Regions from separate parts of the Rattus norvegicus genome. Here regions 2 and 3 are each linked to region 1. The links are chromatin contacts, called in public Hi-C maps. All regions are on one chromosome and are shown on one strand. Each heading gives the region's core, a stretch centred on a gene start, on an enhancer-like site or on the middle of the called end of the contact. The rest is flanking DNA. Distances are from core to core; before and after follow the strand shown.

What was found. Hi-C and Micro-C count contacts between places; a contact is called where the count stands out from the background.
Region 2: a Hi-C map of Schwann cells shows a contact between it and region 1, with 8 times the contacts expected there. The contact joins the enhancer-like site here to the promoter of Zbtb18 in region 1. A contact is called at or near these places in 6 of 12 Hi-C or Micro-C datasets (the Rat2 cell line, Schwann cells, frontal cortex and 3 more) and 1 of 1 datasets of contacts at active chromatin or transcription factors (oligodendrocytes).
Region 3: a contact with region 1 is called in a Hi-C map of Schwann cells, with 6 times the contacts expected there. The contact joins the enhancer-like site here to the promoter of Zbtb18 in region 1. A contact is called at or near these places in 1 of 12 Hi-C or Micro-C datasets (Schwann cells) and 1 of 1 datasets of contacts at active chromatin or transcription factors (oligodendrocytes).

The regions. Positions count from the first base shown.
Region 1 is chr13:91,972,306-91,975,757 of GRCr8, forward strand. Zbtb18 (zinc finger and BTB domain containing 18) reads left to right here and starts at 1,628. Exons shown (of 2, transcript NM_001401285.1): 1 at 1,628-1,789. The coding sequence starts at 1,777.
Region 2 is chr13:92,215,378-92,218,829 of GRCr8, forward strand. No RefSeq gene overlaps it. Among named protein-coding and RNA genes, the nearest start is that of Spmip3, 58 kb to the right of the region's middle. Within about 2 kb of position 1,609, at least 31 of the 93 cell types and tissues checked have an H3K27ac peak or open chromatin away from gene starts, as enhancers often do. A contact at or near this core is called in Schwann cells, where this site is marked.
Region 3 is chr13:92,157,386-92,160,837 of GRCr8, forward strand. No RefSeq gene overlaps it. Among named protein-coding and RNA genes, the nearest start is that of Spmip3, 120 kb to the right of the region's middle. Within about 2 kb of position 1,881, at least 28 of the 93 cell types and tissues checked have an H3K27ac peak or open chromatin away from gene starts, as enhancers often do. A contact at or near this core is called in Schwann cells, where this site is marked.

The DNA.
Region 1 (3,452 bases), core at 378-2,877:
AAGGTGCTTTCCTGCTGCACCGGCTCTCTGCCCTGCACCTCCTTCCCCGTGGTTTCACCCTTCCTCTTTCCCTGAGTGCTTTATGCACCGCGAACTGCGTGAAGATTTGCATCTCTTCTCCCACCCCGGAACCTCACACACACACCCGGGGCACCCTGCCCCCACCTCTGAAAAACAAACCCAGAACCTCCGAGGGTCTGCGGTAGCAGTGGACGGGTTGATCCGTGGAGTGGATGTCTTCGGGCCATTGCGGTGCTTGGGACTCTTTAAACTGTCACTCACCCCCACCACCACCCCACTGGGTAAACGGGGTGATTAATGTCGGATATAGTGGAATAGGGCGAGGGCATCTGTGGAAAGGAGGGTGTGTGTGTGGCAGGGAAGTAATATATCTATCTGCACAGAGTGCCTCCCGAACGAGTTCAGAATTATGTCATTCACCGCGAAGTTACAGAAAGTTAGGTTTGTGACTCGTGAGCAAGAGCAGGACACAGTTGGGGTTTTGTTCTCTAGCTCCCTGCCTCTGTTTTCTAAGGCGAGCCTAAGTGGTTGTCGCCTGGGTTGGGACGCTTGTGCCTCAGGCCCCAACTTCTTTTTTCTACTCCTCAACCTCCCAAGAGTCCGTGGAGATGTGTCTGATATTCATAGATGTCGCAGCACCTTACAGGGCACCCAGCGACCCAGCCCCGGTTACATTAACATTTCATCAGCCATTAGAAAAGATCCACAAACTGTAGCCAAAAAAAGTTCCCAAAGTCTACACTTGGCTTCCCACCCCTTCTGGTGATCACAACCCCCTTCCCCCCAAAGTGATAGAGTCCAAGGACAAGACAAAAGTGACGACTTTTCTGAGCAGGAAGACGAATGTGTGGTCAAACAGCCATTCTAAGTGACTGTAGCAGGTTTCGTCAGTTTATTCATTTGCCTCATTGAACTGAAATACTTTCCAGGATTTCAGAAGTGCAGTTTCAGTTTGTTAATGCTGAGAGTGGAAATTTGCACTAACGGCGGCGGTGTGAACTGTTTTCCTGGGAGGTAGTTGCAGATAAGTTGCTTAGGTAAGAAAGAAACAATAAGGCGAACCACGCTGAAGTAATAGTTCTTAATAAGACTGCCAACATTTCGGAGATGTCTGCCATTATCTCCGCAGGGGAAGGGGGGAAAAACATGCTGTAATAATGTTGAAATGGGACTAGAGATGTCAAATGGGTTGGTTTAAAAATATCCCTAAGCTGCCTTTGAAACTAGACGTTGGAGTTGAATAAAAGTGAATGTGGGTTTCCTGAATAGCACCGAGCTCGAGTGTGCTGTCATATGTAAGCCAGTCCACCAACTTGAGGCAGAAGTGTTGCGATTCCATAAATACAGTAGGACTCCATATGCTGAATTTTTCAATTTCTTCTGTTAGAAAGTTTGGGGGGAAAAAGGAAGACTTTGAAGTATTTTGTTTATACTAACAGAAGAGAAAAGTTCTCCTAAGAAAAAGCTGGTGGCAGGAGTGTAGAGGAGTAGCATATGGCATTAAAGGAGCACAGCTGGAGGTAGCATTTCCATCTGAACATGATGTCAGAGCAGCTGACAGCCTGCCATCCCTCAGCCTTTTATTCTAACACACAGACAGGGAGTTAGTGTGTGCGGATCTGTGGTGGGGAAGGTATCTCGTTCCTCTCCAACATCATCTCCACTTTGCATCTGTCTCTCTTAGTCTGCTTTTTTTCCACCGATGTAACAGACCTGCAGCCAGCAAGACTCCGAGGGAAGGACTTAATCAAGTTTATGTGTCCTAAAGGTAGGAGTAGCAGGAGATTAGGTCGAGCATCTTTGTGTTTGGGTGTTTTATCTAATTTTTTTAAAATCACATTACTTTTCTAATCTACTTTATGAATAATGTGAAATTGAGCCTCAAGTGATGGTCTTACTGGAGTTGGAGTCTTGGGCTTGCTTGGTTATTTCTTCTGTTTGGGCGAGTAAATAACTTTTAATACACAGAAATATTTCAAGTTTTCAGATGGTAAGAAGGCTTTGGAATATGGCTTTTGGAGATCACTGTGGATTAAGATGTCTTTTGTTCACTGCTGTTTGGATTCCTTTTGCTTGAGGGGGGCAGAAATAGTAAACTGTCTGGAATCCAGCTTTCAAACTTACACGAAAAGATTATTCTGGTTAAGAAGCTAGGTTGTGTAATTAATTCCACTGTGAAACCTTATTCTTCAAAACACTCGGCAAGCATGACTGGAAGCAGCATACAGCTGTAGTGCTTTTGAAACCGGAGGGTTTTTGTAGTTGGGTTTTTTTGTTGTTGTTTTGTTTTTTTTTTTGTTTTTTTTGTTTTGTTTTTTAAGAAGGAAGAAAGAAAGAGAACTTTTGTTCCTAGGAGAATAGTTTGACCAGTTTCCTCATTTCTCTTTCAAATCTATATTTAAGAGATCTTTTATTTCAACCTAACAATAATTATTTGCAGGAGTTTTTGTGTTAGTGACTAATTTAGAACTTGTAGATGTGAGCTGCCTGAATTGGCCAGACAGCTGTAATCGCACCCCTCTATTCTTAATCTCTTTATCTGGGCAGCAGCTGCCATATGGCTACAGTCAGCTGGATCAGATGTTTATAAGCTTCCTTCTCCGTCCCTCTCTGTCCTCTCAGCCTCCTAATTTGATCACGGCTACCTTGTGAGCTGCCCTCCAATCTTTATTTTTAGCCCTCTCAAGGATTAGGATTGATGTTAGCTGTGGGGCACTTAAACTGATTGTATTGTAAGTCTTGGTTTATTCTGTTGGTGGTGTCTTTCCGAAGGTGCGGGTCAGGATGAGAGTTTCGCTGTGTCTCAGCATAGTGTGGAGGAGAGAAGCCGTCTCTGGGTATTAACTGGCTTGCTCTCCATCAGATGCACTTGCTGAGATAGATGAGGGGAGCCCTGCCTTTGGTCCCAGGATGGGGAAGTGTGCTAAGCTCATCTGAGTTTTAGCTACCACAGTTGAATTTTGACCAGTTTTCCCTTCCCTTCTTTCATTCTCTCTTGCCAGAAAACATGGGAAAGATGCATAATTGGAAGAATAGAAGGTACTGGGGAAACAAAATATGTCAATTATTTTTGAAACAAAGTATTTTCTGTTGGATACCTAAGGCAGAGCCAGAAAAAAAGTTTATTTATTTTGTTTTTTTTTCCTAGGAAGGCTTTTAAAAATACTAAATATTTAACTCACACAGTTTTTGCACTTCATTTTATAGTGGTAAAAGTTTGATTAATTTTAATATGAAGTTTCTTTTGCCCTATAGCAGATCAAAGTTTAGATGAAATTTTTCATAGTTAACAGCCTCTCTGGTTGCTAATGTTGTTGAAGGAAAGGATCTACAAAGAAACAGACCCCCCCCCCCATTCATTTTTAAAATGTTTGGATTTGTTCATAGTAAAGATGATCTTTCCCATCTGTCGGTGCAGTTCTGTCTGATCT
Region 2 (3,452 bases), core at 359-2,858, 240 kb after region 1:
GTGGTAGAGCATCTGCCTATTTGAGTTCCAGCCCCAGCCCAGCAGTAAGTCGATTAACTTAGGATGTTAAAATAAAGCTACAGGTATTTTTAAATTCAAGATGGCACAAGTGGGATAGGAAACAGCAGTGATGGGCTGTGCTCCTGTCCCTAATCTGCCACCAATTAGGTGTATAATTGGGGCAATCACTTCATTTCCTCGAGCTGTTACTTTATTTACAAAATAAGAGGCTCATCCATTTACTGAAACTCTCAGGCTCCTGTGGGGAGCTTGCCACTTCAGACGGGGGGGGGGTGGAGGGGGGCCTTTTTGGGCTCTGGAATAAGAGCCTCTCTAAGCTCAGGAGCTCAAGGTGAAATAAAATGTCCAGTGAGGTCCTGGGTAGTTCTGCCGAGTTGTGGGGGGGGGGGGGGAGCTGGGAGTTCACAGTCAAGGGACTGTTGGCTCTACCGCATCTTAATGCTATTCGCCATGGTCGTAATTTATCACCGCCTCGCCTTCCAAATAGATAGATTAGTGTAAGCCGGTCCCTCCAGCGAGCTTCTCCCATCTGCAGAGGGAGGAGGCCGCAGGACAGCTGCGAATGGGACTGGCGGCTTGAATTATGTAACAGTAGCAGAGAAAAGCAAAGAGTCTTTCTGAATTGATGCTTCTTGAGACTAGCATTACCACGAGTTTCTCTACCCCTGAACTCTCACCACACACAGCAAGGATGGCTTTGTCCCCAAGGTGGTTAATCCACGTAGCAAAGGGATCCTGTCAGCATTGCCAGAGATCTTGGGGTAATCAAGAGGCGAATGCAGATAAATCCTGCAGAACCGGGACCACTTTCTCTCTCCAAAGCCCTAAAGTGAGGGCCAGCTTTCCAAAAGCTCACGCTCCTAAGCTTGCTTAGCCCCTCTTGTGGCCGAGTCCTCCATGCTGGACCGCAGAGCCCTGCTCCCCCCCCCTCCCCTTAGTACACTTTCAGAGAAGTGACCCCAGTTGGCAGCCCAAGCTGCATGGACTGCGGTCAAATAACACCCAGATGAAAACTGCAGCTGATGGCCGGCCTTTCCGGTCAGTGGCTGCTGTGCACAGCTCTCTCCTGGCCTCCTGAAGTTCAAATGCCAGCCTGATTTTGCCCTGGAAGCGGCCCAGCCCAAACATGGAACAAAAGTTCCCTCTGACAAGCCTGTTTGGGTTCCAAAGTATGTTTTTATGCCTGTTGGCAAATAGAACCGTCACCAGCAACAATAACAACACTGTCTCCCCTCACTGAAGCGACTTCATTTCTTCACATTTGTTCCAGAGCCGGGGCTGGACAGATGAATAATGTTCGCTAAGGGGCTGGCCCAAGTCCTGACCTCCTGCCTCCGAGAGCAAACAGAAATGACACACAGGCTTATCTGAACTCCCAATTGCTTGATTCAAACCAAAAGGAGAGGAACATAATGCACGCTTCTATTTAAGCTACGTAGTCACCTAAGGGCTTTCGTTCTGTTTTCTCTTTATCCCTTAGTTTTACTTTTTATTGTTTATTCATTTGTCTTCTTCAGCAAAAGAGGACCTTCACCTCTCTACTGGTGCTCCAATGAAGCCAGTTTCTCAAAGACCGAGATTAACCTGACATCTTGTGGCCACACTGGGGATATACAAGTCTAGACAAACCAGAGCCTCACAAGATAGGGGGGTGGGGGTTACAGAAAATGTTTGAAAGGGTCTTCAAAAACATTTTCCACAGTGTTTTATTTAAGACATCTCGGGAAGTCATAAACTACTTTTTTGGGAAAACCACACACGGGACCATATTTAAGTACCAAATAATTATTTGTCTCTCTCACCTGAACAGAAAGCGTCATTTTAATGACTGGCTTCTCATCTATAAAATGGACTTGATGGTAAATATTACTACACTTTTCTGAGGCTTATATAAGATAAAGCCAATAAAACGACTATTGGCAATTGAGGGTAGCTTAGCGCTAGAGCCCATGCTTGGCATGCAGAAGGCCCTGGGTTCAGTTTCGATACCAAAGACAAAACAGTACGCATGAGGACACTAAGGATTCCTAGAGAAGTAGATTCTATACGCACACTTGGTTAAACCTCAAAAACTCTAAACCTGTTTTGATGCCTAACCCCGATATAGCATAAACCCTGGCCTCAGAATAGATAAAAAGAACGAATCCACACAGTCATATGCCTTCCTAAATATACCTACTGCCAAACTCTCTCCCTTGTGTTTCTCATGATGTAAGTACAGCCATTTTCTTTGGTCTGTCTGCTTAGGGCCAGCAAGTGAACCGTGAGGAATGAAGAGGCGTCTCGAGGAGTTAAATCAGTTAAATCACAGGACTACATGGCGCCTGATCCGAGTGGGGCTTGAGAATCTAACTGTGTCTCCTGTTCACGGTGCTAGGAGGAGGGTCTTGGTGTGACTGGGATGTCGGAGATCAAACCTTTGTCTTGTAAATGCTAAACATGTTCCAAGTGCTGAACATGAACCCTACCACTATGCCACCCCTCTGCTTGTACCTCATCTTCTGGAAAAAGCAGGGAGTCCAACACAGCAGCTCCAGAAGCTCCTGGGTGTCTGTGTCCCACAAGGGTGATGCAGGGTGACTCATGGAATACAAGATGGGTCTGGCTATTGCTGCTGTGCGGCTTGTGGTGTGGAGGAAGCCAAGAGCTCCTGTTGTCAAAGCTGGAAATGCGCATTTCTGCTAAATTTCAGTTCTGCTAGGGTCAGTGGGCCAGCTAGCTACTGTTCCGCCTACGGACAGCGTTCAAGCTCTCCCGGGAGCACAGAGCAGCTTCCCACTCACAGATGACCTTTTCGGTGTCCTCTACTTACTGAATTCACCACTCATCTCCCTAGTGTATGAGGTGAGCTTAGGGTGCCACTGACAGCAAGATCAATAGTTTCACCCGGAGAGAGTAGCACGCCAGCCAAAAGGACCTCAGATCCTTGGGTGAATGGTAAGGACAGATGGCTCAGACTTCTAGCCATCTTCCCTCTAAGCTGGGCTTCCTGGACCTCCCTCCACACTGTCTAGAGGACTAACAGGAAGGGGGGGGGTGCCCCGCAAAGGGGAGGGTAACAGGATGTGAGGGGCAGATGTTCAAAGAACATTATAAGCTTGTCTAGAAATGTCCTTATGTAATTCAGTACAATAAAAATTAAAAATAAAAACTTGTGAAAAGGCAAAAATCCCCTGCGGATAGACAAGTGTTGGTTGTTCACAATAAAACCGAACTTCTAAAGTCTGGCAATATTAGCAGGAACACTTGCACTGCTACAGGTACTGAGACAGGGTCTCACCGAGTAGCCAGCCTTAGCTGACCTGGAATTCACTGTGTAGACCAGGCTGGCCTGGAACTGAGATCCGCCTCCGCCGCCTCCACCGCCGCCTCCGCCTCTGCCTCCACCTCCACCGCCGCCTCCGCCGCCGCCTCCGCCTCCGCCGCCGCCT
Region 3 (3,452 bases), core at 631-3,130, 190 kb after region 1:
ATGTATACTGTCCTCACTTTCAAGAAATAACTCTGAGCACACTGGGCAGTTTTAGTCCTGAAACCCAGGCAGCCTGAGGACCGGCAGGCTGTGCTCACTAGGTTCAAACCACATGAGTTTCATGGGGCGCTTGGCCACATTTAATTCCACGGCATAGCCCTGGGCACCAGGCAAGAGCAGGGGATGGGAGAGCCAAGGGGACTTAGCATAAGTCAACATGTTTGTTGATTCTGGACCAGTTGCCAAGCCAGAGGACAGGGATGCCTCATAGGGGAGACAAAGAGCTCAGATATGGCCAGGCACGGCACAGCGCTGCCTCTCTTCGGCAGGGAGGAATCCCAAGATTCCATCTTGCTGATACCGTAGTGGTCAGTGCTCCCAGGCTCTGTCAAAAGAAAGTCCGGGGCTGGGGGGTGGGGCTGGGGCACTGTTTATCTGGCATTTGACCAAGGCCACTGGGGCTCCCTTCAGAAACATTTCATAGGGGGCCAATTATTGTCACATACACTGAGGAGAAAGGTGGTCAGTTTAAAGAAAGTTTAGCTAAAACACCAGCAGCAGCAACAAAGCAGGCTCTCTATGGGGCGGCCGTGTGGGCACAGTGTTTGTAGGGAAGGGACACTGACCCCATTCCCTTGCATATCTACAAAGAAGCCCATCAAAGGAGCGCCCCAGCCCCAGTCATTCATAAGCATGAGAGAGGCCTTCATGCCTCCGCAGGCTGGCTGGAAACCAGAGGCGCCGTCAGCCGTCACACAATCGGCCCTGTAACACAGAGAGGTCTTGGGACCGAGCGAATTCTTTTGGGTAGCCAGCTTGTGCCTTCAACGATCTGCCAAAATCTATCTGGATGATGTTTGTACCCTAAGTGTAAAATATGGATTTCTTAAGGGGTGGGGATGGGGAGAAGAAAAAGCAAGGGGGAAAATGGAGTTTTCATTTTCTAAGCTCTTGCTAGCGGTGGGCCGTTCCGTGTGACCTCATTAGTTTCAACTCTGGCCCAGAGAAGGTTTCCTGTTTCTCCAAAGAGAAAGCTGAGGATGGGACTTACCTGGGGTGCCCTATGGAAGCAGTAAACAGAAAACCTGTAGCCTGCTTCCATAACTGGCATTCTTAACCTCTCTGCTGTTCTGGTCCCAACCTCATTCATGTTCAGGGTTCTTTTGGCTGCGTTGTTGATTCATTACTCTGTTCATGAGGGAAATAATGTGTTTTCCCGAGTGATCATAATTCATGTGAAATCTTACAGTACTTTTTTTTTTCCTAATAGACTGGCATTTCATGCAGGAAAGTACTAGAAGTTTCTAGAGTGGTGACCTTTGATCATATGTAACCTTTTGCATCTCTGATTAACAAAGGAGGGCATCACATAATGACCATTTAGCCATTCTACCTACCTAATATTTAGACGGGTTCAGAAAGGTGGACTAGAGAGCCAAGAATGAAAAGAGAGGAACAAGAAGGTGGAGAGTGGAGAAGACTAATGGCATCAGGTTAAAGATAAGGTTTGTCTTCCTTTGGACTCTTCAACACTGTCAGGCCCCAGAATGAAACTGTCCCCTCTTCCTTCAGAGCAATGCTTCTCTGGACTGGGAGCTGGCTGAGAAGCACACTGGAGTACTCCTGCCCGTGGGACAGATTCTGATAGCACTTTCTCCAGGGGTGGAACCCATGGCCCTGCGCCATCTCTGCCCTCTCAGCTGGACCCCACGAGGTCTCACCATGACAGCTGAGCAGGGTTAAGATTGCAGCCTTCAGCAGGCTGGAAAAAAACAGCTGCTGCAGGCCCTCTGCTCGCTGGCCTGCTCTCCACTGGCCAGTGGGACATTAAGGCCTTTGTTATTCACGCAGCAGTTGGAAGGAATCTCTGTCCATTTAAGGAAGGAAGCTGCAGGGTGATGCAGCCCTGGCTGTGCCACTAAGGAGTGACTCACTCACTTCTACCACATGAACTGCGGATGAACCCTGGCCCTTCCTCAGACACGGTCTCGGCCTGCACTAGATTGAACTTGATGGATTCTTAAGGACTATGTGCCATCTATGTAATAAGGCAAATGAAGCCCCATGCAACCAGGAACTGTGCTGTCTGTCTTGATAACATTAGAAATTATGAAGGGGGGAAATGGGCCAAGCCTGGGGAAAGAACAAGAGTGTAGCCACATTGTCTTATCTCAAAAGGAACCCAAGCCAGGGTATGTTGGTGGTCTGGCAGACCGAGGGCTTCTGGGAAAGACTAGCCAATAGCAGACTACAGCAGAGTCCATAAGGAGAGGTACTACTGGGTTCCGTTTCCTAGCTTTGTTACAAGGGCAGCTAGCTGGTGTCTCCTAGCTTCAAGTTCTTCCTCTGTCGAGTGGTCCCTACTTCACGAGTTTCCATAAATGAGGAGCTAAGCACAGTCCACAGCAAAAGTCCACACCAATCACTGGAAACAAGATTAAAAATGTACACATATACACCTATATATACACATGCATACACACATGTGAATGTATGCATGTGTACATATGCCTAGATATGCATGTATAAATTATACGTGAACATAATTTGATGTGTTTGAAAGTATATTTTATATATATAGCGAGTTAATCTGTGTTTTGTACACCAGTATTTGTATATTCTTACATGTGCTTATATGCACATGAGAAAAACATATATATATACATATACATATAGGTATATATATATAATATAAAGATTGGTCTATGTATACGTGTGGCCGCCTTTCTCTTTGTCTCTCTCTAGCTTGCTTACTCTGAGTGTGTGTGTGTGTGTGTGTGTGTGTGTGTGTGTGTGTGTGTGTGTGTGTGTATGCCTGTGTGGTGTAGAAAGTCTGGGCAGTTAGGCAGAGGGAGCAGTACCGAGGAGGCTCTGGGCATCAGGGATTCAGGGCTCTCACCTAAGCCTGTAAGGCAGTGGCTGCCCCCTGCCCATCCCCTGCAGCAGGGGACAGAGGAGAGGCTGAGCTTTATCAGGTGAGCCCTTATCTCAGAAGAGCTTTCCTTTCATATCCCCTTTGCTATTTCTAAAAACAGAACGCAGAGGCTACCACAGCTGCCAAGGTTTCTTTCAGGGGAGAATCCATCAGAAATTAGTTAAGTGCTTCCAGGATCAAAATCAATAAGTCAGGCCTGTGTCCTCCCAGTTAGAGGAAGGGTCAGGTGTGGAGGTGAGGGAGGAGGCGCCCTGACTGCTACAGACTGCTGCTGGTCATGAGCCCAGGAATGCCACCACCAGAACAGGAGTTTGCTTTTCCAGGCCTTCCTCCAGCTGCCCAGGGGAGTAACATTACAGGCTTTCAGGAGGGAGGTGGCAGCCTGAGGAGCTGAATGAAAAGGCAGTGGAGACATCCAACCAAGCGGTTAGAAGCGGCTACCGTCCATGGCTTCCAACATGATCTCCACCCCTCTCTGCTTCCCATCCACACAGCAGGTCCAGAAGCAGCATGACCA